Regions from separate parts of the Ovis aries genome. Here region 1 is linked to region 2. A link is a contact called in public Hi-C data. All regions are on one chromosome and are shown on one strand. The core of a region is the stretch at or near the end of the contact, and the rest is flanking DNA. Distances in the headings are between cores, read along the strand shown.

What was found. A called contact is a pair of places that touch in the nucleus more often than the background predicts.
Region 1: a contact with region 2 is called in a Hi-C map of omental adipose tissue, with 2.0 times the contacts expected there. The contact joins two enhancer-like sites. A contact is called at or near these places in 7 of 16 Hi-C or Micro-C datasets (hypothalamus, liver, mesenteric adipose tissue and 4 more).

Annotation. Positions count from the first base shown.
Region 1 is chr17:58,377,901-58,384,927 of ARS-UI_Ramb_v3.0, forward strand. All of the region lies in intron 2 of LOC121816951 (a long non-coding RNA gene), which reads left to right. Among named protein-coding and RNA genes, the nearest start is that of SPRING1, 99 kb to the left of the region's middle. Within about 2 kb of position 2,636, at least 23 of the 54 cell types and tissues checked have an H3K27ac peak or open chromatin away from gene starts, as enhancers often do. A contact at or near this core is called in liver and tail adipose tissue, where this site is marked.
Region 2 is chr17:58,333,029-58,339,538 of ARS-UI_Ramb_v3.0, forward strand. The region is part of intron 1 of LOC121816951 (a long non-coding RNA gene); the gene reads left to right. Among named protein-coding and RNA genes, the nearest start is that of SPRING1, 54 kb to the left of the region's middle. Within about 2 kb of position 3,128, at least 29 of the 54 cell types and tissues checked have an H3K27ac peak or open chromatin away from gene starts, as enhancers often do. A contact at or near this core is called in liver and tail adipose tissue, where this site is marked.

The DNA of each region.
Region 1 (7,027 bases), core at 1,386-3,885, 44 kb after region 2:
CTGCCATGGGCCTGGCAGGGGGACGTGGCAGCCTGAGTCGGTGTGTTTTCTGACCCTGGACTCTATGATGTCTAGCATCTGTTTCTCCTCTGACATTCTGTGATTCTATGGCTGTGATTCTGTGAGTCTATCTATAAAGTTCCGCAGTCAGCATTATTTACAGAATATTTAAGCAGCCTGGGCTCCTGCCGGCTCCCTTGCCAGGGCAGGAGGGTGAGTGGAAAGCCAGGAAGACACAGCTGGCTCCGTGCAAGGTGAAATAGATCGCCGCCGACAGGATGCCAGGCGGGGGATGCGCCGTGGGCAACTCCCCGCTTAGCACCTCCATGTCTCCCCCACCTCTTCTGGGTTAAACATGTTTATGGTTAGAGTCACTCCATTGGATTAAACATTGTCTCCAAGAAGCCTTTGTTTAAATGCGTAAAGCTTACCTAGAAAGGATAAGCGTGCAATCCATCCCTGTGTATTAATCCAATAAGCTAGCTGTTGTTCAGCAGAATAGAACTGAGAGGGAGTGGGACCAGAGACAGGTTATCTGTGAGGGCAGGTGAGGAGGTGAGGGGAAAGCCTGCCTTAGAGGGCAGGAGTCAGAATCGGGACTGTACAACTCCAGGAGGCACTGTTTACACTGAATTAGCATGTCTGGCTCGTCCTAGGACTCTCCTTGGGTTTTCCTGAAGACCCCATGCCCTGAGAACTCCCTCTGTCCTGGGTGATCCAGGATAGTCGATTATCCTGCCTCTAGGCCACATAGCATGGAAGGAGCTGTGTGGTCCTTGCTGTCATTTATCCCTCATGCGGCTGCCTAAATTCTCTTTCTGGACACGTCCCTCCCTTGCTATGAATACTCTGTGGCTCCCTGGGACCCTCCAGACTAGGCTGGGACTCTGTCACGGTGCTTATGGTAGCCCCCAGCCTTGCTTCCTGATGTCATCCAACCCACCCGTCTCCTGCCTCGAATCTCTTCCCCAACTAGTCGCCATATTGGAGACGCATTATAGGGCATGATTCTCTCTCTGGGTTAGAGGAGGAGCTTTCCTAGAGGGGAACTCACTTCTTGGAGTGTATTCAACTTGGGTCAGTAGCAAAAGAGCTGATTAGCCCAGGCTCTGTAGTATAAAATTGATCTGACCCCCTCCCCCAACTCCACCCAGTGATTTGGGGCTCGGGGACATGGCTACCACTTTGCATCAAGAGAAACCTCACATACCCCCAGAGAGCCCCAGGAACCCTTGGAGGGTAAGGGTGAAGCCACCAGGCACATGGAACCACCCTAAATGAAAATAAAGCCTTCCTTCCTTCCTACACTCTATTAAAACTTTTCAAAGCTGTTTCACACATACCCCTGGACAGATCCCCTCTCAGAAATAGGGAGGATGGATGTCATGCCCATCCAACAAGTGGAAAAATTGAGGTCCTGGGTGGAGGATCGTATACTCAATAAAGGAAGGTTTCTGGATGGGAATGGTCAAGTGCAGACATTTAGTATCTCATGGCACATCGGTGCCTGAACTGTGACTAACTTCTGCCTCACGTCCTCTGATGATTTTCATTCATTCATTTACCAAATGCTTCTTCCCACGTGTGAGGCACCATGTTCGTCTCACGATAATGACGACAGCTAGGGTCGTGGGCGACTTTACTACTCTCCAAGTCCTCCCCGCTAAATTCTGGATGTGCTTTCACTTCAGTGCTCAGCAAGCTTTGTGCTGTGGGCATGAATGCCACCCCAGATACAGGGGAGGAACCCAAGCCTGAAGAGGGGGAAGCAGCCCACCCAGAGTCGTCAGCTCACACGCGGGGGCTGTGCTGAGGCTCATCGTGTGCCCGGGGCGGGCTGTGCCCGTGCGGAGCTCTCCTGTCAGGAGAGAAACATGAGGTGCAGGCTTTGCCCCTAAGACTCTCTGGCTATTCCCTCCCAATGAGCAGCACTCCAAACAGAAAGAAAGGAGACCAACGTCCGTGGAGCATCTTCTGTGGCACGTGCACCTCACGTTTTCCAGACCACCGGGCGAAGTTGCTGCATTTGGGCCCGGATGAAGTCGAGGCTCCTTGGGTTGACATGATTGACCAAAGCTGGCCCAGCTGGTGTGCGCGGAGTGGAGACCTGGCCTTGGCCGGTCATACCACATGACTTGCTTTTTCCACCAGCCTTCCCAGAGGACGGGCGGTGGGGAGACAGCTTACCACGAGTCTTCAGGTCACGTAAGAACCACAGGAGCAGTTCTCCTGCGGCTTGGTACGTGACCTTAAGCACAAACCCTTGGGACAGGAGCCAGAAAGCCGCTCACTCACCCCTGGTAGGGCAGGGGGGCTGGGGGCAGGACCCAGGGCCTGTCCGAGTGGAGGCCCTCTGCCCGCGATAGGCAGCAGGTGGCGCTGTGGCCCCGGTTTAACAAGGACAGCGGGAAGGTGGAAAGGAGGGGGGAATCCAGAAAGAAGAACTAGTGGAAAACAAGGATTTAAAAAGAAGAACAATTTGTTCCAAAACATTTGCCTTGTAACGGGGTCATCTATAAATTCTGGGATTTCCTGTTTGCCGCTGGGCAGGCTGGCGGGCGGGCAGGCCACTCTCTTCTCTGCAGTCTGGAAGAATCATTTCAGCCCAGCTCACGAGCTCTGGCCTCCCCTGGCCCAGATTGGCTCTGAAATTTCCCGGCTTTTGTGCCCGTAAGCCGGATCCTGTGACAGCAGGTCTCCTTGAGCCGTGCTCCAGTTTCCACGGGGGTGGGAGGAGGAGTGAGATCATGGTCATTTTTAAAGGAGAGACTGTCTTCATGAGCTCCCTGCGTTCTGCTGCTGCCAGACTTGTTTTAAGGCATGAAGTAAGAGAGCAGAATAAAAGGAAAGAGACAGAGGTGGATTCTTTTATCTTTATTTTCCATACTTACAATTTTGTGTGTGTTGGGGGGAGAACACTTGAAATCTACACTCTTATCAAGTTTCAAGAATGGAGTTCAGTACTATTAACCAGCAGTGTTAAGTAGATCCCCAGAACTTATTCATCTTCACCGTGAAAGTTTTGTGCCCTTGACCACACCATCTCCCCATCTCCTGTACTCTCCCAGCCCCTGGCAAGCACTGTTCTACTGTCTGCTTCTGCAAGGTCAACTTTTTCAGATTCCACACATAAGTGATACCGTGCAGTATCGTGTTTCTGGGTCTGGCTAATTTCACTGAGCCTAATGTCTTCCAGGTTCTCGTTGTTGCATATGGCAGGATCTCCTTTTTTTTTTTTTTTTTTAATGGCCTAATAATATTCCCTTGTGTAAATATGCCACATTTTCTTTAGCCATTCACCTGTCAGTGAACACTTAGGTTGCTTCCACGTCATGGCTATTGTGAATAATGCTTCATTGACCTGGAAGTTCAGGTATCTCTTCAAGATTCTGGTCTCGTCTCCTTTGGAGTTGTACGCAGCAGTGGCACTGATGGATCATGCAGTAGTAGTTCTGTGTTTGCTTTTTTTAAATGCTTATTTGTTTGTATCTTTGGCTGTGCTGGGTCTTCACAGCTGTGTGGACTCTTCTCTAGTTGTGGAGAGCGGGGGCTGCCCTTGCGGTATTGCGCTGGCTTCTCTCATTGCAGCGGCTCCTCTAGTTGCGGAGCACGGGTCCTAGAGCTCAGGCTCGACACTTGCGGTGCACGGACTTAGTTGCTCCGTGGCATGTGAGATCTTCCTGGACCAGAGATCGAACCTGTCTCTCCTGCATTGGCAGGTGGGTTCTTTACCACTGAGCCACCAGGGAAACCCTGTTTTTTGTTTTTTTGTTTTTTGTTTTATGGAGGTGAAAGTGAAAGTGAAGTTGCTCAGTCGTGTCTGACTCTGTGCGACCCCAAAGAGAGAGCTGTTCTAGTCAATATGGGGATGAAAACATTTCACTGGAAAAGAGAGAGAAAATTCTTTTTACCTGCCTGGTAGAAATTGAACCAAGCCTAAAGCCCAAAGCCATCAGTTGATGAATGGCTAAAGAAAATGCAGCCATCCATCCATCCAACCATCTATCCATCCATCCATCACTTATCCACCCATCCATCCATCCACCGATCCAATTGCTCACTCATTCATTGGGCAAACAATTATGGAGTGCCTACCATATGCTGGTAGCTCAACCTGCTTTACTGTAAGGGTAAGCCTGGACCAGCTCTGCGGTCTCCCTCTGGGGTCAGTGGCACGTGGAGAACATGTGTGTAGCCTCTGGAGTTGGCATCCAGAAGGTGGGCTTGGGACTCCTGGGCAATAACTGTTGGGACCTTTAGCAAGGATTACAACATATTTGGCCAGGGTGAGGGGTGCAGTTTGTGGCTGAAAACAGAGTTTTTCTCTGAATAAGTCAAACGAGCCTGTCTGGGATCACATCCACGAGGGCTGGACAATCTGGTCCCAGCAAATTAAAACAACATGGGCACCAGCCAGCTACATTTTTGAAAACAGTATTTGTGTTGTTTTAATCAAGGACACCACCTCCTCTGTCCTTTGCTCTTGACAACAAGCTCTGAATTGAAATGGGGCAGAATTTATAAGAAAATAAAACAATTCTTGGGCATCGCAGCACAAACTCATTTTCCTTCTCATCAGCTTCACAGTTTAAGGGCCTTTGTCTATCTCATTGTACCCTCTGTCTGCAGGCTTATGAGGATGAATGGGCCATGCCAAGACAGTGTCCTAAGTGACACCAGAGCAACTCTTCTCTTTCCTTATGTAGTGGAACCAGACCTGTTGTATCCTTCCCACAGGTGGAGAGTCCCACATAGCCAGGGTCTCGGTCCCTGCAGTGACTGTGGGCAGCTGGGGGGATAGTCTGAGCCCCCAGGCTGAGTCTGCATATTAGCTGTGTCTTATTTCCTGTATTCTGATGCTTTGAACATCTTGGGACCTACTCCTCCTGGGTTTAGCCAGTTCCTGGAGATAGGGAACAAGTCGCCAGGAAGCATGCCTTACAGATGCAGACCAACCAATCCAGAGGTCACATCTCCGACCCTCTTCCTGACAGGACTCTCACCCTCTGAGCCACTGTCCACCTGCCCTGCTAACCGAGGACATACAACGTGGGCACAGCCCTCACACCCCGGATCTCACTGAGGTTATTCCAACTAGCCCATCTGGAGCCTGCTCCCCTGCCTCACCCGTTCCTCCCAGGAGAAACCATAGTAAAAGTTCTCGCCTGTACTTTTCCCTTGCTGCCTCCACCTCCTGACAGTCCCTGGTGCTTCCCCGTGGGACCCGGCATGTCGGCCACGCCTCCTGTTTCTCGGGATCTGGGAGTATGAGAAATTCCTTTATTTCATGACAGTCATTTCTATGTCTGAGCGTCTTATCAAAGCTGCTGAAAACAAACCCCCGGCACCCTGAACACGGCCCACTCTGTCTGGCCGTGTGGCTGAGGCAGGTCACTTGCCTGTGCTCCATAACCTGCAGCCTCCTCCCCCAGTGAGGTGACTTCCAGCGGCTGGGGGGATTGAGGAGGAGAGAGAGTGGTTTCCCAACCTCGAGAAACACCTCCCCAGAGTCCTGTTTACCACCACGCTCACTCTTCTCTCTCTTTCTCTTTTTTTGGTTGTGCCACTTAACTTGTGGGATCTTAATTCCCCAACCAGGGATCAATGTCCCCCCACCCTGCTGCCATGGAAACGCAGAGTCCTAACCACTGGACCGCCAGGGAAGTCCCTGTTCTCTTTTCTTTACACTGTTTATTTGTATTTGAAACGACTCCTTCCTTTCTCTGCCTGCCCCCATCCCATTAGAATGAAAACTTTCATTCCCTGCTGAACACCAGTCTAGCTCCTAGACCAGTGTCTGGCACACAGTAGGTGCTCATTTGTCAATATAGAATGTGTGTAAACAAGCCCGGCACTTAGGATGCCTACTTGTTGCCTTTGGGTCTTTCAGGGTCCTCTGGCATGGATTTGGGCCGCTTTGCAAGGTGGAAGCTGTTGAAGGAGATTCTAGTCCTTTCTGCTGGCTTGTGAAGCTTTGCGCTTGTGTGGAGGCTCTGGTCCAAGACACTCAGAGCACTTTATAAACATGAACGACGTAAATGGTGTGCTTTGTTTGCGGCAGGTGGGGCATGTTCGCCGAAGCAGGATGGTTCCCAGTGAAGCCAACCCTGTTCTGGAAGTGAGTGGAAAGTTTAGGCGCAGTCAGAGGCCTCAGAAGCCACTTGCCCAGTGAAGTCCAGTGGGTGGCTCTGGACAGCAGAGATTCCTGGAAGACAGCCCCTCAACCCCTAGAGACCCCTTCCTCCCCGCCCAGCCTCGTGCCCTGGAGCTGGAATTGTTCTGCTCCTTTGGCGGAGCTTCCAGAATTGCGTTAAGAGGCTTCTCCTGCGGCCAGAAGGCTCCTCACATGGATTTATTGAGCCCCTACTTAGCAGAAGCGTTGAGGCTGCGAGTCATATGGTACTCACATTCTTTCATTCAGCAGAGGCTTCTGAGCATCCAGTCTGGGCAGGGGCTCTGCATGGAGGGGTGAGGAGACCTATCCATGGGGGCGCCTGTCACGGAAGAAGTAACCGACTGAGTGCGCGCAGCACGGGGTCCGTAGCAGCCCAGGAAATTAGGTTTGGATCAGGACAGGCCTCTTGGAGGACTAACGCTTCTGTCGATATCCAGGAATCTTTTAGTTAAAGGTTACAAAACCCTAATTCAGACAGGCTTAAGCCATAGAGACAATACATTGGCTCACAGAGTGGACAAATCCAGGAGGTGGTGGCTGCAGGAGCGGCTGCATCAAGGGGCTTAGATGAGGCCTCCATTCCTTGGTGCTGCTTCTTACTCCGCCTTGGCTTCATTCCCAACTCTAGGCAGAATTTCCCCCACTTAGTAGAAAAGAAGGGAATTGGAAGCTCCTGGTTCCTGTTCTCCTATTCATATGTGTATGTACAGTTGCTGAGCTGTGTCCGACTCTACGACCCCATGGACTGTAGCCCACTCTGTCCGTGGGATTTCCCAGGCAAGAATACTGGAGTGGGTTGCCATTTCCTCCTCCAAGGGATCTTCCCAACCCAGGGATCACACCCACGTCATC
Region 2 (6,510 bases), core at 1,878-4,377:
GCACACAGCAACAAAGCCCCAGCACAACCAAAAATAATAAAAAGAAGTAAATGAGGAAGAAAACACTCCGGGTGATCCAATATATGTGCCCCTCTTCTTCTGGTTGTCAACTTAGAGCCAACGGAGGACAGAAATCTTCAAACCGACGAGAAGTGTCACCGTGCAGGGTAGAGACACTTTGCCCATTGGATCTGCTTGACTAGCGTGTACTTTGTTCCTACTGGGTTTTCCCAAAGCTCACAGGTGAGCTCACCCACCTGTGAGCTCTCCGGAGGCTCGGGACCTGGCTGCCCAGGTGCCGAGGATGAAGTGCTGGCTGCCCTGTACCTGGACAGTCCAGGAAGCACCCTGAGCATCTGCCTGCAGTTTGCACACCCATTTGAAAGGCCCCCTTGGGGGAAAAGGGAGGAAGAGCTGCTGGAGGGAAGAGAGGAAGAAGGACAGACAGTTGGTCTGCATGGAAGGCATCTAGCACAGGTGTGTGTAGCAGCAGATGTCAGCCTGCAGCACCCCCACGGTTCCCTGGCCCTGCAGAGGGAAATGAGAGGGAGAGCGGAGCTGGCCGGGCTCCTGAGGAGCCTCAGCCTGGAACTGCAGCGCCCGCCTCTGTGTATATAGCACGCACACCTGCTCCTCCCTTCCAAGGATCGATCCAAGGCCTGGAGTACACAGGCATCTCAAAGAGCTGGTCTTCACTGCAGGCCTACTAGTGCTTCTAAACGGTTATTGTCTGGGGGCTGTGTTGCTGTGAACACCCACTCAAGGGTCCCACCAAGCCTCCACATTGGCCACAGTGTGGATGAGGGAGTGGCCAGGGCGTCCAGCTTTGTCTGCTGGAGATGACCGTACCCAGGAAACTGTAGATCAAGTGGAGGTAGGATCTACAAACGGTCCCAGAAGCAAAGCCTGAGCACCCTGGGTTCAGCAGAGCTTTTATCCCTTCCTCTCACTGATGGCAGGCAAACCAGTGGTGGTTGGTGGCGGGGTAGAAAGGGCGGGAGGTGAGCGGGGGCAGCAGGAACAGGAAAGAGCAGGCACCACCACTCCCTTATGTTCGCAGCAGAGCATGGGCTCCCTGTCAGCATCCCTACTGTACTTTGGAATCCTCCTCAACTGCTGCCCTCGGGGTCAGCGCAGGCCCTGGAGAGGGAGAGGGGAGCTGTCCTGTAGGATGCTCATCCTGGCTGCCTCCGTGAGACTTTCGTTGTCCCAGCTGGAAGAAGCAGGAAAGTTGCTCCTCCCCAAGTATTTGTTCTCTCTTCGCATGGAGGCTGGAACAAAAGCCCAGAAATCCCTGCTCCAAAGTTCTGTGTGGTGCGGAACCTGGGAGACCTAGGAAATCGTTGAGCCCAAAATTGAAAGGGATGGTGTGGGGCCGGGGGTATGTGTGACCAGGGAGATCATGGTGCTGATGATAACCGCCCCCACCCCCCAACCCAGGGTGCTGCACGGGCCAGCCCGATCTGAATACTCTGCTTGTGTAAGTCCATTCAACACCCCCAAACCCCCTGGAACTAAACACTGAAACCTTCCTATCCCACACACGAGGAAATGGACTCTCAGCCAGGTTGAGTAACCTGTCCACACAGCTGCTGTTGCTGCTACTTCTACTACTAGGCTAGGATCAGATCACAGGGAAGCTGGGTTCAAAGTCCATGCTTTTAACTACTCTTATGCTATAAAACAAACAAACAAAAAAATCAAATCCAAAATCAAAAGCCGATTTTCATCCACCAGACTGACGACAAGTAATAGGTTTGATACAATCAAATCACCATGAGGCAGTGGCGAAGGGCCTGCACCTCATTACGTCCCAAAAAGGCCTACAGGCTAAGACTGGGGCTGGAGGTTGGTGGGCACTTTCATCTTATCTGTGTTTATTCTGCAATACAGAATATACTTGTACAGGACTTGGGTTCATAACTCATAAGAGAGAGAGAAGTGAAGATGGTCGGGGAAAAGAACCAAAGATAAAGACCTGGAGGGTTTTGGGAGTCCAAAACCTTTGATGTGAATTCAAACATTGAATGTGACCTCTTGGCTACAGAAATTCTGCCGGCCTTGAGCCTTGGAGGAGCTCATGTTTTCCTCCAGCACACATTTCTTTACTGTGTTTCAGGCTCTGGGTCGGGCTCTCGGCAATTTCCACACGAACCGAGGGTGTGTCCTGATAGTATGGTCTCACGTCTGTCCCCAGTCCTGGTGCCTCTGTGGCGATGAGGTCATGGCCGCATGCAGGGAGGAGCGGGTTCACCCCTCAGCTCCGATTTGTGCTGGGCTGTTGCCCCAGAGCAGCTGCTGCAGCAACATTTACTTTGTACAGCGGCCAAGAGAGAGAGGGAGAGGGAGAGAGCGAGCCGGCAAGAGTGAGCGCGCATGAGCCTACCCCATTCCAAAATATTTCTGACAAAATCTGGCACTCCTGGTTCTAATCAAAATACTGAACTTTGGAACAAATTAACATTCCACAGCCTTGCAGGGAAGGAGAACTCAGCCGAGACAACTTCAGTTCACAACCACAACAAAAATAGCTTCTCCCGGGGAAGACACAGTCTGCTAACAAGGTCACTTTTGTTTTGCTTCCCCTGCCATCTGGCTGAGTGGCACCAGGGGCTGGATTTGGTACCGACTTCTTCTGCCGAGAGTGGATGGGAGCCGGGTGGCACTGCAGAAGGCTTCTCAGCCTCCTGGCAAAGGGTGCCGGCACAAAGTTACCTTCAGACACCCCCCAGCAAGCACGCGGGCAGATGGAGCCCCGGTTTCACCCAGCCCGGCTCAGCTCTGAGCTCCGAGTGTGCAGAAGGTGTGACACCAGCAGACAGCAACAAGCAGGTGGGAGTCAGGGGAGAGTGAAAAACACGACAGGATGGGGAAGCTATCTTCGTCTCGAAAAACATTCCAGGACTCAACGCAATGCTCGCTCTGGCAAGTCGGGAGTCTGAGTTCCAGAAGGCGAACAAAGAAGCATGATTTGGGGTTTGGATTTTTTTTTTTCTTTTCCTCTTCCCTTCTGCTTGCAAGATTCAGCCCCTCTCTATCATTATCAGGGATGTTCGGTAACCTCCCTTGGCCTGTTTCCTCGTCTGTAGGACAGACTCACCTGCACTTGTGGGTGAAGAGAGCAGATGCCACTGCCTAAGGGCATTGGGCTGGAGTTTCCGAAGAACATGAGTGCCCTCTGACCTGGTAGCCCAGGAGGGCTTCCATGTAGAAACACCCTTCAACAGCCCTCTACAGATCTTCCAACATGACATAAATAGCCTGCCCAGAGTTACTTCATTTTGAAGGTGTGGAGCTGGGATTTGAACACAAGCCTTTTGCTTACGGAGATTCTGCTGCTGCTTCTATACCAACGATTTTCAATCTTTTAAAAAAGGATCAAAAGCCATGAATATCCACAAGGGGTTCACGGCCTAGTAAAACCACGTCCCTCTCACGAGAAGTCTGTGTGTGCTAAGTCGCTTCAATCTTGTCCGACTCTTTGTGACTGGACTGTAGCCAGCCAGGCTCCTCTGTTCTTGGGATTTTCCAGTCAAGAATACTGGAGTGGGTTGCCATTCCCTTCTCCAGGGCATCTTCCCAACTCAGGGATCGAACCCGCGTCTTATGTCTCCTGCCTTGAGAAGCAGGTTCTTTATGACTAGTGGCACCTGGGGAGAGGAGTCTAGGGAGCTTAGTTAATTATCATAGTAGATCTGCTGGGAAAACAAACAAAGCTTTAGTAAAACGGAGAAGGAATATTTAAAATGACCTAAAATCTCCCTACCCTTAAATGAAGGAAAATAAGTTCATTAGAACATCTCCTTTAGGGTTCCCACACCCACTCGCCCCCATCCCCTGCCAAAAGACATATAAAGAAACTTTGATTTCAAGTGAGTTAAATCTGGTCTCCCAGGGGTCGGAGGTGGGGTGAGTCTGGTGAAAATCTTGGGACTCTAAAGTTGTGTCATCGCTGCCTCTGGGGAATGGGGTGAACAAGGGGAGCCCAAGGTCCCACTGTCGCAGGTGGTTCCTGAGTCCGAACTGAGCTGTGGCATCTGGCAGAGGGTTTAAAAGGTCAGGAAGAGTCCTGGGACTATTTGCAAGTGTTCATTGGTATTAAGGACTGAGATCCTCTCTGCTGCTGGAACCTGTGGGTCTTGCTTCCCCAAATAACACAGGGAAGGCTTCCCACTGCCCCCCAGCAGGGAATATGGTTGAGGAGGGGGGCAGTTAGGCTACTGAATATTGATTATATACCAGTCAGTGAGCTCAGCCCTGTTGTCTAACAAGGAAGAAGAGAGATAAAGCACTTGTCCTCAGAGGGCTTTCCATCTTATAGGGAGATAGACATTGAACTCAAAGAACGGGACAGGGTGGAATGAGGGCAGAGACTGAGTTTCTAGGTAGAGAAACACAGGCCATAAGAACAACGTGAAAAAGAAAAGAACACTGGTGGCTCCAGAATATTCTACCTCAGAGACGCACATTGATAACTCGTCCTGAAGCAGTGTTGAAAATAGCACTTTGCAGGCTTTTGAGGCAATGAGAATTATCTAAGTCAAAAAATACACATGGGAGGTATTGAGTGGAGTGGGATGTGGGGGGAGGACTGAATCCCTGGGTGGCTGAGGCAGAAGTCCACATTGCCTCCTCGTCCTTTGCTTCCCCGCTAGCAGCACCAGCTGGACTGAATCCTGACCTTATTGACTGGTCCTGTGGCACCTGCTGGATTCTCCCTGGCCATCGGGGCCCTCATGTGGTGGCCGCTTGGGCCCCAGGAGGACCGGTGGACGGATACTGGCTCCTGGATTGGCCGCATCTGGGCCTCCGGTCGTCCCTCACTCTTTCAACAGCTCACGCAGTTGTTTGCTGTCAACACAGCAGCTGGTTACCCAAGACGCAGGACAAGCCATCCTCTCACCTGCAGGATGGTTTAGGCTTACATAGCATCAGGCCTGAGAATGGGGGGAAACTTGTGGGCATTTTTTTGGCGCTGACAGGCCCTATGAGTCTGTGACATGAGCCGAGGTGGGAGAGAATCAGTCAATGAGACTGTCACCTCCCAATAGGTCAGGTTCCTCACGCGGAGTCCAGCAGGCCCCACCAGGGCTCCTGGTTTGCAGATCGGTGAGGAAGAGTGAGTGTCACAACTCTTCCCAGTCAGAGCCTGTGCTCAGCAGCTCTTGACTCCGGCTGGTGCTTACCCAAACTGGCCTCCCTCTTTCAAGTAAAGGACACATTTTTCACTCTCTGTGTTTTCAAAGAGAAGCTGACACTGAGAGAATGTTGTGAATCACAATCAGAGTTCCCTGCTGCAGAGCACACAAGATGAGAATTGATCTCAAACCTCTTCCTGTCATCATTTACTGAGCACTGGAAAGACACACTCATAAGTCAGCGGAGAAAAACTCAGAGTCCTGGTCTCTAGCTGCGTGTCAACAAAACACCGCAATGATGTCGCCTGCTGTAACACCAAGCAGGATTAAACCACAGCCCAGCCAAGTCTCCTTACGCTCCCAAAGTATCAAGGTGATCTTTGACTTTACCTTTATTATTCTTTTAGTCAACTTTATTGAGGTGTAATTTTCACACAATAAATAGCACTCATTTCAAGTGTATGGGCTGACGTTCTGACAAATGTCTGCGACCGGATAACCATCACTTCAATCAAAGTATAGAGTATTTCCAACACTCCACCCCTCCAAATCCCTTCCAGCTTTTGGAAGAAGTCAGTCCCCTTTCACCTCTGCCCTCAGGCAACCACTGATCTGCTCTCTGTCACTCCACTTTTACAATTTGTATGATTCCAGGTAATGGAATCAAACAGTGCGTACTCTTGTGTCTGCCTTCTTTTTACTGGTTTATGAGATTCAGCCACATTGTTACATGTATTAGTAGTTTATTTCCTTTTACCGTTGAACAGCATTTCACAATTTGTTTATAGATTCACCTAGTTGATGGGCATTTGGGTTGGTTCCAGATTTGGATGTTATGAATAAAAGTTCTTATAACTAGCTGTGTATGAGATTGTGTGGACATATGTTTTCATTTCTCTTGGACACATACCTAAGAGTATCTGGGTTGTGAGGTAGGTATATATTTGCTTCTTAAGCAACTGCCAGACCTTTTATCCGAAGTCGATGTTCCATTTTCACATTCCCACCAGCAGTGTCTGCTTCTGGGTGTTCCGTATCATCAGCACTTGGTTTTATCAGTCTTTCTAATGGTAGCCGTTTCTAATGGACGCAACGGTATCTCAATTATTTGCGTTTCCTTGGTGACTAGTGTTGAGCACTTTTCCGTGGGTTTACTGGTCATTGTATACCTTCTTTTCTTTGTTGCTTAGTCACTAAGTCGTGTCTGACTCTTGTGACCCCATGGACGGTAGCCCACCAGGCTCTTCTGTCCATGGGATTTCCCAGATAAGAATCCTAGAGTGGGTTGCCATTTCCTATTCCGGGGAATCTTCCCAACCCAGGGATCGGACTCGCATCTCTTATGTCTCCTATTTTGTCTGTTCTAGCTCAT